Linked DNA regions of Rattus norvegicus: region 1 is linked to region 2. Evidence: chromatin contacts called from public Hi-C data. All regions are on one chromosome and are shown on one strand. The core of a region is the stretch at or near the end of the contact, and the rest is flanking DNA. Distances in the headings are between cores, read along the strand shown. Region 1 holds the start of St6gal1l (ST6 beta-galactoside alpha-2,6-sialyltransferase 1 like). Region 2 has its middle 36 kb from the start of Rtp1.

The links. Hi-C and Micro-C count contacts between places; a contact is called where the count stands out from the background.
Region 1: a contact with region 2 is called in a Hi-C map of kidney, with 2.4 times the contacts expected there. The contact joins the promoter of St6gal1l here to the enhancer-like site in region 2. A contact is called at or near these places in 6 of 12 Hi-C or Micro-C datasets (Schwann cells, frontal cortex, kidney and 2 more) and 1 of 1 datasets of contacts at active chromatin or transcription factors (oligodendrocytes).

The regions. Positions count from the first base shown.
Region 1 is chr11:91,154,027-91,160,314 of GRCr8, forward strand. St6gal1l (ST6 beta-galactoside alpha-2,6-sialyltransferase 1 like) reads left to right here and starts at 4,240. Exons shown (of 3, transcript XR_010056331.1): 1 at 4,240-5,623; 2 at 5,799-5,834. It also overlaps a transcript of St6gal1 not described here.
Region 2 is chr11:90,962,632-90,968,842 of GRCr8, forward strand. No RefSeq gene overlaps it. Among named protein-coding and RNA genes, the nearest start is that of Rtp1, 36 kb to the left of the region's middle. Within about 2 kb of position 3,835, at least 2 of the 93 cell types and tissues checked have an H3K27ac peak or open chromatin away from gene starts, as enhancers often do. A contact at or near this core is called in kidney, where this site is marked.

The DNA.
Region 1 (6,288 bases), core at 2,990-5,489, 190 kb after region 2:
AATGCATGCAGACAAGCAATTATGTATATAATATTATATTTTACATTATATATTATATTTTTTACATTTTATATATTGCATATTATATATTATACATTGTATATTATATGTTATTATATATTATTTTGAAATTAAAAAGCCATCAAGATAGATAAATAAATAAATATATTTTGTTTTGTTTTGTTTTAAACAAAATCCAAAAACCAAATTACCAGATAACGCATGGCTGTTTGGGATAGTGGAATTTTTTTTATTTCTGTTTCTCAATCCTTTTTTGCATTTTGTAAATGTTCTACAGTGGGAATGTCTCATTCTTATAACTGGAAAACTTTGATTATGAAATGTGACATGACCTTTTTAGTAATTGCTTAGTAAAACCATACCTAATATGTTAATACAGAACAATAACATTGCAGAATATGTTAGCTTTGCAAATGAGCCTATAGAAACACAGCTATGGGAGTCAGAGTGCTATCATGAGGTTTGAGAATGCATGCAGACAAGCAAGAAAAAAAAAAAACGGTGTTTCACTTCTCAAGTTCTTCTTATCCAGGAATGCCACACACTAATGCCAGTTATGAGCAGTGAACTACAGCCCATGCCCTCCTCAGACCCTACGGCCCCCAGCAGCATCTACTTCCCAGGACAGCCAGGGCACAGACTGGCAGGTTAGAAGTCAACCACAGTAAATAGCTAAGTGGAGTCTCTGTCTTCTGACTTCTGTCCTTTGCTTTGCAAATATTTGCAAAGCAGCTCCCCAGAACAAGAGGGAAATGAGCCACTTGGCAAAGCGATTCTCAATCCTGAGAATCACAATACCTGCCCTCAGCACCCATTCCTCTGCTTGAAAGTCAAACCTATTTAAATCCTTTAGGATTTAAGGGTGTTGTTATAGCAACCTAACTTTGACTTTACTCTGGGGTACCGACAACTTGTTTGATGCAACACCTTCCCTTTGACGCAAAAAGGGACACTAAAAGCAGGTTGACTGTGTTTCTGTGTATTAGGGAGCAGGTAATTTCTCTTCTCGGGTCCTTAAAGTTTTCCCACGTGAAAACAAAGGGAGCCTCAACTTCATTTCCATCCTGAGGAGACAACCTCACCTGGCTGGGAACAGAAACTTCAGAAAGGAATCCCAGTCTGCAGAGTTTGGTTGGCTGTTTAGAATTACAGTACTTTGGAGACTGGAATTTTGCAGGTCCAGAGGCTAATTACTTTATCTTGGGCTAAGCTCTGGTCCTTCAGAACATCCGTTTCTTGGACCACCACCACCCCACTCCATCACCACTCCCTCATCCTGGTCCATTCTTTAGCCAGCTCCTGCCCCACCCCCCAACCCTGACTCCCGTGTTGGAACTAATATGTTTTGACAACATATAAAAAGCCTTCTAGAATCTACTAACTTAGCAGGAAACTACCTTCAACCAGTCTCAAGCTAAGAATACCACCAGCTAGAATCTTGACCCTATAGAAAAGCTTCCCAAATTTCTATGTGCCTGCCTCTCTGGTGGCACATACCAACACCTGCCAATGTATTCTAAACTTTCCTTAACTCTCGACTTTCTCTGCTCAGGAAAACTCAACATTGCAAGAAGCTGCTTCCACATTGCAACATAGATTTTGGGATAACCTAAATCTGTGTTCCCAGGCCACGGTCACTCAAAGTGGCTCCAGAATACACTCTCTCCTCCTATTCCTGTAAATTGAGAGCTGCGGTTTTGTACGTTGACATTACGAAGTTAAACAGCCTGGAAATGAAGGGGAACGTAAACACACCTAGGCGGTGAGAGGATGGACAGAAAAGCCGCAGACCACAGCTAGCTAGCTTTGGAGAAACTGACCTGCTTCTCTGCTAAACACAAAAAGCAATTACTTCCACGGGACTCCTAAATAATAGATAAATTAATTAAATCAAATCAATGAAAACACTGTTTCGTTCTCTAGTGAGGGGCTCAGGAGCAGCGGGTTACGAGAGACATTTTCCTCCCAGCAGGGCTGATGTCCACAGCCTCTGCTTCTGCCGGAACAAAGGCTTCTTAGCGCCGCAGGCAAAACATCTAAGCCTCTATAGTTGGCCCAGGTTCAATTTGAGAACAAGGGGGCAGCCAGGAGAGCAGAGCAAAGTTATGAAGCAGGACAGGCTGGGAAGTAGGGAAATGCCAACTCTCTCTTCTCCACTAAGCAGAGAACTCCTGAAAGTCATAATGGAAGGGTGCAGCTTCCAGTTTGAATTATTTTCTTTGTTTCACTCCGCTCTGCCTAAGGCTACTGCTTTTTAAGCCAACCGCAGAATCCTCTGGATGCAGGCCGAGCAGTTGGAAGACCCACACTCAAGGGGCTGAACTCTCAGACCTTAGCTTCCTGCCAGTGAAATAGAAGGTTCCTTAGCTGCCGCCTGGACCTTTTTCAATAACAATGGTTCTAGTTCTCTTCAGTGGCAGGTTAGTCTCCACAGGGACTACTCAAGGTGAAGCATCAGATAGGTAAGATGCTGTCACTCCTGCACAAGTCGCCTAGGATCTATTCACCGCCCCCTTCCGATCCCCAACTCATCCTCAGGGCTGACAAGCCCAGACCTCACTACGCTAAAAATGCCGCTGCGTGAACGGAATGAAAGTAAAGGGGAAGGCACAGCAAACAGCGGACCTACCTCTGCGAGTGCCTCCGATAAGCCCCGGTCTAGATGAGGGGTCCTGGGTGGCCTTGTGTGAAGAGGAACCAGTGACACCAGGAATGTCTAGGCACAGGGAGCGCCCAGGCGAAGAGCAAGCGAAACCCAAGACCTCACTGGTGGATTTAGTTAAAATGAACTATTCTTTCAGCAGGCTAGGGAGGCGCTCGAGATTCTCCAACAGAGGCAGTCTCCAGAGCATGGGGACAATGGTGTGTCGGGCAGGGTCTGTTTTAGAAGGGTTCCTACAGACCCTTAGTTCAACCCACGACTCTTAAGAAAACCTCAGGGAAGAGGCGAGGACTTGTCCGTTTCACCTCAAAACCCGTGCCAAGGGGTGAAGCATACTTGGGGGTGAGAGATGGGAGTTTTTGTAGACTCTTTCTTGTTTGTTTGGGGGTTTTTTTCCCCTTTAAAAATCTACAGGTTTAGTCCAACCCTTCACAGGGCACCGAGGCGAAACGTCTCTTGCCACCCAGCAGTAGGTGGCCTCCAAGCGCCGCACCCGTTGGAACAATAACCTACCCAAAGGAGGTTCAGCAGGGATGGCTGCGCCCCGATCCCTGGCGGGGCACACGTGCGTTTGTTGTGGTGCCTGCACTCCTTCTCCCTCCACCAGACTTAGTTTCCTGATCTGTAACCCCGGTGAGCAAGATCTAAGGGGACCCACACTCTGCAAGGCAACGCCTTACACAATACAGACGCGGTGGTGTAGGTTCCTGCGGCCCCGCACACGTGGGTTTGTTATGGGTGCGCAGGCTGCCTTGCCAGGGGAGGCCAAGGCGGTCCCTCCCCTGGACGGGCGACAGACATCCCCAGCCCTGGGCGGCGACTCCCACCGGCGCAACACGGAATACCTCCCTGCGCAACCCTGCACTCTTCCTCCCGGCCCGTGGCCCGCCTCGCCCCGACTCACTTGCGGCGCTCTCAGCCGGGAAGGCGGCGGCGGCCCCGGAGCCCACCGAGCGCTCGCGCGGCGCGCAGCCCGATTCTCTTTGTTAGGGTCGGGCAGTGCCAGGGCGGCTCCCCAGCCCAGCCTGGTGCTCAACTCCGCTCCCCCAGGTGCCTCCGGACCTCACCCGGCCGAGGGAGAAGAGCCCGGGACTCAAGCTCCGAGTGAGTCCCCTTGAGAAGGGATCTTCTGGGGAGCAGAGAGGGACCGGCAGATGTGGGTGCAGAGGTCCGGGAAGGAGGAAAGAAAAGCACTGCAGACCGGCGGGAGGAAGCGAGGTCTCCGTTATGCAAATAGAGTCGTTAAAACTAGAAGAGGGCTTTATCATACCGGTCCCAAACCATCCTGGCCCTCTGGAGGTCGCTAGCGAGCAGGCTCAAGGTTAAAGGTGCCTGCTTAGGGCTCCGGTTCATGCAGGGAATCTTGCGGTCCGTCCACAAAGAGCAAGCCTGGGGGCGGAGCAATGCGGCAGGCAAGGAAGCCCAAATGCTGCCTCCACCCCCAACCCCTGCGTGTCCCGATGGATTGAATTCAGTGTTATCTGGTAAAATCGCTCTTACCAGGGTGCTTGTCCTGGCTCTACACGGGGTGACCCTGATCAGGCAAGTCATATTGAACCCCTGTGAAAACTCAATTTTTTTAAATGTAGGACATACACATCTTAGACTGTAATATTTAGAGTTTAATAAAAAAATACCCCAACATCAAGTGTGACCTGTACACAGCATTGTCAAACTTTTTTTTTAAAATGCTCTCAAGCCCTGCAACCTGGAACTTTCTCAGCAGATATGCAGGCAGACAGACCCTGGCTACAATGGTAAAGACACCTTCCTTCCAAATGGGCTTAGGATAAGGCTACTGGAGAGGCCAGGAGGAAACATCTTGTTGAAGAAGCAGCCTTGCAGCCTGACCACATCTGACTACCCACAGGCCACTTCCGAAAGACTGAAAACTTCCCAGTTCTCTATAAGAGAACTGGAAGCAGGCATCTAGCCACCCCTTCAGTCCTTCATATCCCAGACAAGAGATTCCACTACCCGAGGCAGTAATCACATCCCAAATACCTGCCCTTTCCACCTCTGTGTTGCGGAAAGACTCAAATAGAGCTCCAAGAAAGCAGAAACTTGCTGGTCTGGGTTTTCTGTGTAGCAAAAAAGAGAACCAGAGCGTTCTCTTCAAGTCCAGGGAATGCTTCCCACCAACAACCAGGGGAAGAAAAAGTTGCATCCTCCTCCCAGGCACCCTTCTTTCAGATCGCCTTTCCACAATCCTTTGATTCAGACCTCCTCTGCTGCTCGCCTCCCCCCCAGCTGCTCTGGAGGCAGAGACCCGAATCAGAAAGTGCCAGACAGAGAATTCAGTTCTGTGGCCAAGAAGCTATTTGTTCTTGGGTGAGTTCCACAGTCTTTTTGGGCCATTCTTTCTTCTGCAACATGGAGAACTAGGGGAGAACACTAATGATCGTGTTTACACGAAATGATTTGTGTGGGCAAGTAACGCGGAGTCCAGCCTACTGGGCATGCTCAAGATAGTGCACTCTGCTGTGAGCAAATGGAAGCAACCCCGGGTGACTGTTTCTGAAAGGGTGCTAACTGAAGGTCGAAGATCTTTTCTACTACATCAACGATTTTTATAGACAGCATACAGCCCATCCTTGTGACTGATGCAGATTCTTCTGTCGCTGTTCTTGAAGATCGAAGCAGGAGCAAGGAGTTTAAGTAAGAATCTCAGGCTGGCTTGGAAGCTGACGCAATGGAGATGGCTTACGCACCTGAACTGTGTTGCCACACAGGGAATGAAACCATCTAAGGATCTAAACAAGAACCACCAAAGGCTCAGCACTCGCTACAGTGTTGCTTATGCTACAATGAGGTGTTAAGCCCACTTGTAGATAGGAAATTAAGTCACCCAGGCCCGTGAGAAGTATCAGATCCCTCATATTCATTGAGAGCCTCAATCCTTTCTTTCAACCTCCCTCTTGTTTTCACTCAATTTAGGAGGTAAGAACCAAATAATAGGAAAAGAGACTTTTAAAACAGGGTACAGCCCCTAGTCTTGAGTTCTGTTTTCTAAACTTCGAACCAGTCAATGGCGGAAAACAGGGAAAGGGCTCACTCTGGGTTTCGAACTTGCCACATTTATTTATTTTTTTTTTTTTTGGTTCTTTTTTTTCAGAGCTGGGGACCGAACCCAGGGCCTTGTGCTTCCTAGGTAAGCGCTCTACCACTGAGCTAAATCCCCAGCCCCTTCGAACTTGCCACATTTATAATACCCGCACACCACGGCAAACCTAAGAAGAAGCCCTGGGGTATCTGGGACAGATGAACAGACATGTAGGGATATTCCCAGAAAATTGCAGGGGACATCACTGTCTGGTGGCTTTCCACAGGGGCTCTTTCATCAGTAGGGCCTTCTAATCTACAATGGAAGAAAACGTTGAACTATAACTCAGGACTATAGATCGGCAGGCTACAGGAATGTAGTTTATCATGCTGGTTGGGGACTAGAGAGCTGCTGGCTACAGGAATGTAGTTCACCATGCTGGTTGCTTTCCTTAGAAGTCCACATTCCATAACCTCTGCTCCCACCATCTGAGTGGACCCTCCATTCCTATGCTGAAATCTCAACCCACACTTGAGTGATAGCATTTGGAAATGAGGTCTTA
Region 2 (6,211 bases), core at 2,585-5,084:
TACAAAATTATATAATATTTTAAAAATTATAAAACATTATTTATACATTATAATATATAATATGCTTAGAATATATTATATATAAATATTATATATAAAGTCTATATTAAGAATATATTATATACTGTTATTTATGTTATATATAAAATATATTTTAAAAATAAGATAAAAATAAAAATAAAAGATCCCATCTGGTGCAAACCCACACAGGCCCTGTGCAAGCCACCCCAAGCTCTGTGAGTTCATATGTGCAACAGAGCTGTTATTTCTAGAAGACCTTTCTTCCTTGGTGTCCTCCCTCACCTCTGGTTCGTACGTGCTGCCTTCTCTTCAGCAGAATTCCCAAAGCCCTGAGGAGAGGAACTTGATGAACACAACTCATTGTGGCTGAGGGTCCCAAAGCCCTTCACACTACATAATGTCTGGCTGTGGGTCTCTGTGGGTCTCCCCATTGCTGCAGGAGGAAGCTTCTCTGATGATGGCTGAGCAAGGCACTGATCTATGAGTATAGCAAATGTCACTAAGAGTCTGTCTTTCTTTATTATTATTGTTATTATTATTATTTATTATTATTAACGGTAGTATTTTATTTTACCCTACGTCCCTGGGCTGTCTAGTCTCTAATTCTTGGTCTCCCACACCACACAGTGTCAGGTCTGGGCTCCATCTCATGGAGTGGACCATAAGTCAGATCAGCTCTGTGCCACCATTGTCCTAGCATATCCTACAGGCAGGACACCACTGTAGATCAGAAGGTTTCTCTTCTGGTAGCATTTAGACCACTTTTCTATACCAAAGACACTAGAACATAGGGATGAAGGCTCTAGGTAGGCACCAGCCCAACTTCTCCATGTTCAGTGTATACATGGTGTCTTCAGCAAAAGACTCCTGCTGTCAGTTTTCGAGAACAACCTAGAGTCATGGCATCAGACTGGATTCTTTGGGGTTTCCATAGGACCCCTCTGGCCAACAACTCAACTTGACATAACACAATCCCAAGCTTCGCTGGTGACAAGATGCCCCGGCCTGCGGGGGTTCAGAGGAGACCTGGGAGGCACAAAGAAGGAGAGCAAGTCTAGGTTCTGATCAAGCTCTCAAATTTAATTAAAAACAGAGGCTTATAAAGACAAGCAGGCAGGAAGGTCACCCAGGACTCAGGACCAATCCATCACTGTCACCACCCTCCCTATATATCCCTAAACTGTAAATTGCAGGTATAGACTGATAAGAACAGACAGCTGGAGACAGAAGCTGGAAAAGTGATAAGAACGGACAACTGGCTAGGTGTCCCGGAGGGTGTAAGTGGGCTTGACATTCCTGAAACATTCCTGTGACAGAGGTTGTGTAAGCAGACCTGGATCCCTGCAACAAGAGATTTGAGAACTTTATTTAGATTGTACATATGTGCATATATATTCCATATATGTGTATATTGTTTTTCTATTGATGGACATCTAGGATGTTTCCAGATTCTGACCATGATGACTATGTAAAGTGTCTCTGTAGTAGAATGAAGCATCCTTTGGGTATATGCCTGCGAGTGGTATAGCTGGATCCTGAAGTAGATCAATCCCCATATTTCTAATGAATCACCACACTGATTTCCATAGTGACTATAAATGTTCTTCTCCTAGTGATGGAGGAACGCTCCACCTACTGCACATCCTCTCCAGCAGGAGCTGTTACCTGTTTTATTGATCTTGGTCAGTCTGACTGGTATTAGATAAAATCTCAAAGTAGTTTTGATATGTATCTTCCGGGTGACTAAGGATATTGAACATCCCTTACATTTATTTGTGTATACAGAAGTTTTGTCTGCATGTACATCTACAGACCAGAAAAGGCTATCAGGTCCCATGGGACTATAGTTATAGACAGTTCTGAGTTGCCATGTGGATCCTGGAGATTGAACTCAGGACCTCTGGAAGAACAGCCAGTGCTCTGACTGCTGAGTCATCCCTCCATCCCTGTTGCACATTTCTTGTTTCTCCTCCACTTGAGTTCCTTCTTTGGAGAATTCTCTGTTTCAACCTGTAGCCCATTTTTAAAATTGGGTTGTTTGTTGTCTTGATATCAAGTTTTCTATGTAGCTGATAAAAATCTTTTCCAATCTGTGGGCCAAATTGTCGTGCAGAAGCTTCTCGGTTTGTGATGCCCCATTTATTAACTGCTGTTCTTAGTCCCTACGCTATCAGTCTTTTGTCCAGAGAATTATTCTCTGCCAATGAATTCAAGGCTGTTCCTCACTTTCTCTTCTATAGGGTTCAGTGTATATCTGGTTTTATTTTAATGTCTTTGATCCATTTGGAGATGAGTTTTGCGCAGGGTGGTAAGTGTAGATCTATTTGGATTCTTCTGCATGCAGCTGTTCAACGGCGCCATTTGTTGAAGATGCTGTCTTTTTCCCATGTGTATTTCTAGTTTTTTTTAATCAAAAAATAGGTGTCTGTTTATGTGTGAATTTATGACTGGTCCTTCAATTTGATTCCATCCATCTATGTGTCTGATATTGTGTCAATAACGCTACTTTTATTACCACAGTTCTGGAGTACTTTGAGATTGCAGATGGTGATGCATCCAGCAGTGACTTGGCTTGATTATTCAGGATTGTTTTAGCTATCCTGGGTTTCTGTTTCCATATGAAGCTGAAATTTTCCCTTTCAATTTCTGGAAAGAACTGTGTTGGAATTTTGGTGGGGATCGCATTGATTTGTAGATAGTTTTAGATAGGATGGCTCTTTTTACGGTATTAATTCTATTGATTCATGAGCATCTTTCTGACATTTTTCAAACATTGCAACCCCTTTTCCTCTCAAGGTCTGTCCTACCCTGCCCCCTCTTCAGACCTCAGGCCTCCCCTTGACTTTGTTTTCCCTCCCCTTGTCTTCCTTGTTATTTCACTGGTGTTTCTGTCTCTGGTGTATGCTTGCGTGTGTGTGTGTGTGTGTGTGTGTGTGTGTGTGTGTGTGTGCGTGCGTGCGTGCACATGTTTCCACAAATTACTCTTGTACACATAGAAATAGATTGCAATTTGGTTTTATTTTATTATTACTCCTTAGATGGCTGTGTGGATCCAAATGGGAATGGAGGTGGGGAAAAACTGGGAGGTGTAGGGGCAGAGAAAACTATAATCAGAATATAACATGACAGCACCTACACTGCCACGGTACCAAGAACCAGGCGTAGGCCTGGGGGATTTAACAGAAAACACAGACCCGAGTCAATTGTGCTAAGAGAATGCCAAAGCGTTACTGAGGTTCACACAATATACACAGTCCTAGCCCTTGGTGGAAAAACCCTGGAAGCACAGTGGAAAAACTAGTTTACATTCTAAGGATAAAAATAGGAACACAGAAATGATTTCATTCTCAGAATAAAGCCTTGGGCAACAAGTGGCAGAGCAATTCATCCCATAGGGGTGGGGTCTGGACCCAACAATTCCTCTTTTTTGTTTATAAATTAGCATCTGTCTTAGGTGACTCATGGACATCAGTATCTGCTTTACCCATCACTGGGCAGCCCACCCAGGCCTCAAGGACCCCCTGTCTTAGGTTGACAGACACACCCATGGTCTTACCCATCCTTGGCTGCCTAATTTTTATGCATCAATCATATCTGAGCAGATGGGTTGATTTCCACCAAAAATAACATTATCTGTCAACTGACCCCTTGGCTCTGGGCTTGTTTTCTGCCCAAGCGACAAAGCAAAAACACAAAGACAAGGGCAGCTCCAAGAGCAATAATGCCCAAGGAGAAGGTGCCAATAACAGCATTGATGCCAAAGTCTCTCTTATGACAGTCAGGATCAGTTGATTTTCTCTTGAATGATTAACAGGCAATGGAACTATGCCTAGGACCCACACAACCTGGGCAGAGTCCTCTGGTCCCCAGCAGCTTCACATATCCCTGTGAAGAATAGTCAAGACTATCTCCAGCATTAGTACCATTCCAAACCACAAAGAAAAATGGAGGACTTACATAGGTGAAGGAAGAGATATTAAAATTTTTACTAAACCTACTATTTTCAAATTTAAGGGAACCTTCAAAGGTGATAGATGTATTCCAAGAGGCAGTGGAATTAAAAGCTACCCCCGTCTTAACTGTCAGTGCCCCATGCCTGCACCAACACGGTACCGAGAATCGGGCTAAAGCCTGTGGGATTAAAGAAACACACACACACAGGTTATTTGTGTCAAGCCAGGAGAGAAAGAGAGAGACTCCTGTAGCTTTATTCACCATTTATATACCCAAGTCTCCAGGTAGAAAATATCTGGGAAGCACAGTGGGAAACCCTGGCTCGTGACTACCTGGCTCGTGACTTCGGTAACAAAAGACCGACTATGAGACCTAAATTAATTAGGGAGAAATCCGAGAAGACCAGCCTAAATCTCAAGGACAAAGGCTGAGAAAGCAAAAGGCAGGAGCGAATTGACCACAGCCCAGGTGTGGCCCAGGTGTGGCCCAGGTGTGTCGGTTCCACATGCATCAGCTGGGCTCAGCAGGGGTCAAACCTAGGAGGCTCTTACAAGTCCCTCTATTTTTTTTTTCGTGTCAAGGTCTCCTTTATTGGGGTGAGCGTTACAGCTTTTAAGGCTTTCAGGTAGGGGGAGTGACCTTTGTGAAACACAAAGGAAGGAGGGACGAGGGTACTCTGATAGCAGGAGGTGAAGAGGTCATTCGGTGGAGACACCGGGTGTTTGCTCAGGAGATACTTGGTATTTGGTCTGGCTGAAAGCATTCCATGATCACCAACACTTAACATCAGAGGAACAGCATCCTCTATATTGGTAGGGTGGTAACCACAACTCCCATGTCATGTAAGATGTCCCTCCCCACATCCCACAGCAGCATCTATCCAAGCTGTCTGGGCACACTACTCCAGACATTCTCCTCTCCATATGAGACAATCTCCCCTAGACAGCACTTCCCTATATAATTGTTGCCAATCTCCAGGAGTCAAATTGGACATAACATAAGATTCAAAAGTAAAGGGAGCAATGGGACCATAAGCAGAGACTGCTTCTTTCAGGCTTTTCAACTCCTTAAAACTCAGAGGAACATGTTGTCTAATAAATTGACCTGCATCGTTGGGGTCCTCAACAACAGGATACACCGCTCCCTATCCAGGGGGAAGCTCAGGAAAAATTACCCCTCTTCTTGAAGCCTTCTCTCCATAACACCAAGGAAGGATAGGGTTCATAGGCAGGAGGAGCAGTAGTTCTCTCTTCTTTAAAGAAGGGATTTTTACTAGGAGGACAAGATTCTGATTTTTTAGCAACCCTGAACTTATTAATCTTCCTTTTAAGCTCCTCTATTTCTTTATCTAATCTCTCTTCTTCATCCTCCTCTGAGCTTGAATCCTGAGCTGAATCATAGGTTTGTAAAGACGTAAGAGAGGCATCATCCTGTGCTGCTCCGAATGTTCTTTCTATCTCTGACATTGCATTAGTACTCAAGACAGCATCCTTGACCAATCTCCACATAGAGAACATGGGGACAGGAATGCTCTCAGGGCCATCTCTCTGCAGTGTTTTTTGCAAATCTGTCTTAACATGTATCCAGTCGGGAATATTAAGTCCTCCTGAATGAACAAACCAGGGGCTAGTCTTTTCTAAAGTTTTAATAAATTCTTTAGCTGTTCTTACCTTTATCCCTGTTCCCTGCTGTTTAAGCAGAGCTACCATCTGATCTGTTAGCGGTAACGTGGAACTTGAGGTTTCCATGATGCGATCCTTTTACTTACTGCAAACTAAACCTACTTTTGGTTCGTTGCTGCGCAGCTTGCCCAATACGTTCCTTTCACTTTGCCGGCTGGTTTCTTGGAATGATCCTGTCAGGGGCTCCTCACTTTCCCTATCTCAGTGGAACCTCCTGGCCATCAAGGTACCAAGAACCGGGCGTAGGTCTGGGGGATTTAACAGAAGACACAGACTCAGGTCATTCGTGTTAAGAGAATGCAAAAGCTTTACTAAGGTTCACACAATATATACAGTCTTAGCCCTTGGTGGAAAAACTCCAGAAGCACAGTAGAAAAACAAGTTTACATTCTAAGGATAAAAATAGAAACACAGAAATGATTACATTCTCAGGATAAAAACAGGACAGCCTTGGACAACAAGCTAGAGGAGCAATTCATCCCATGTAGGTGGGGACTGGGCCCAACAATTAAAAGGAAAATTATACAGATTTAAGGTTTAAAAATATGAAGTTA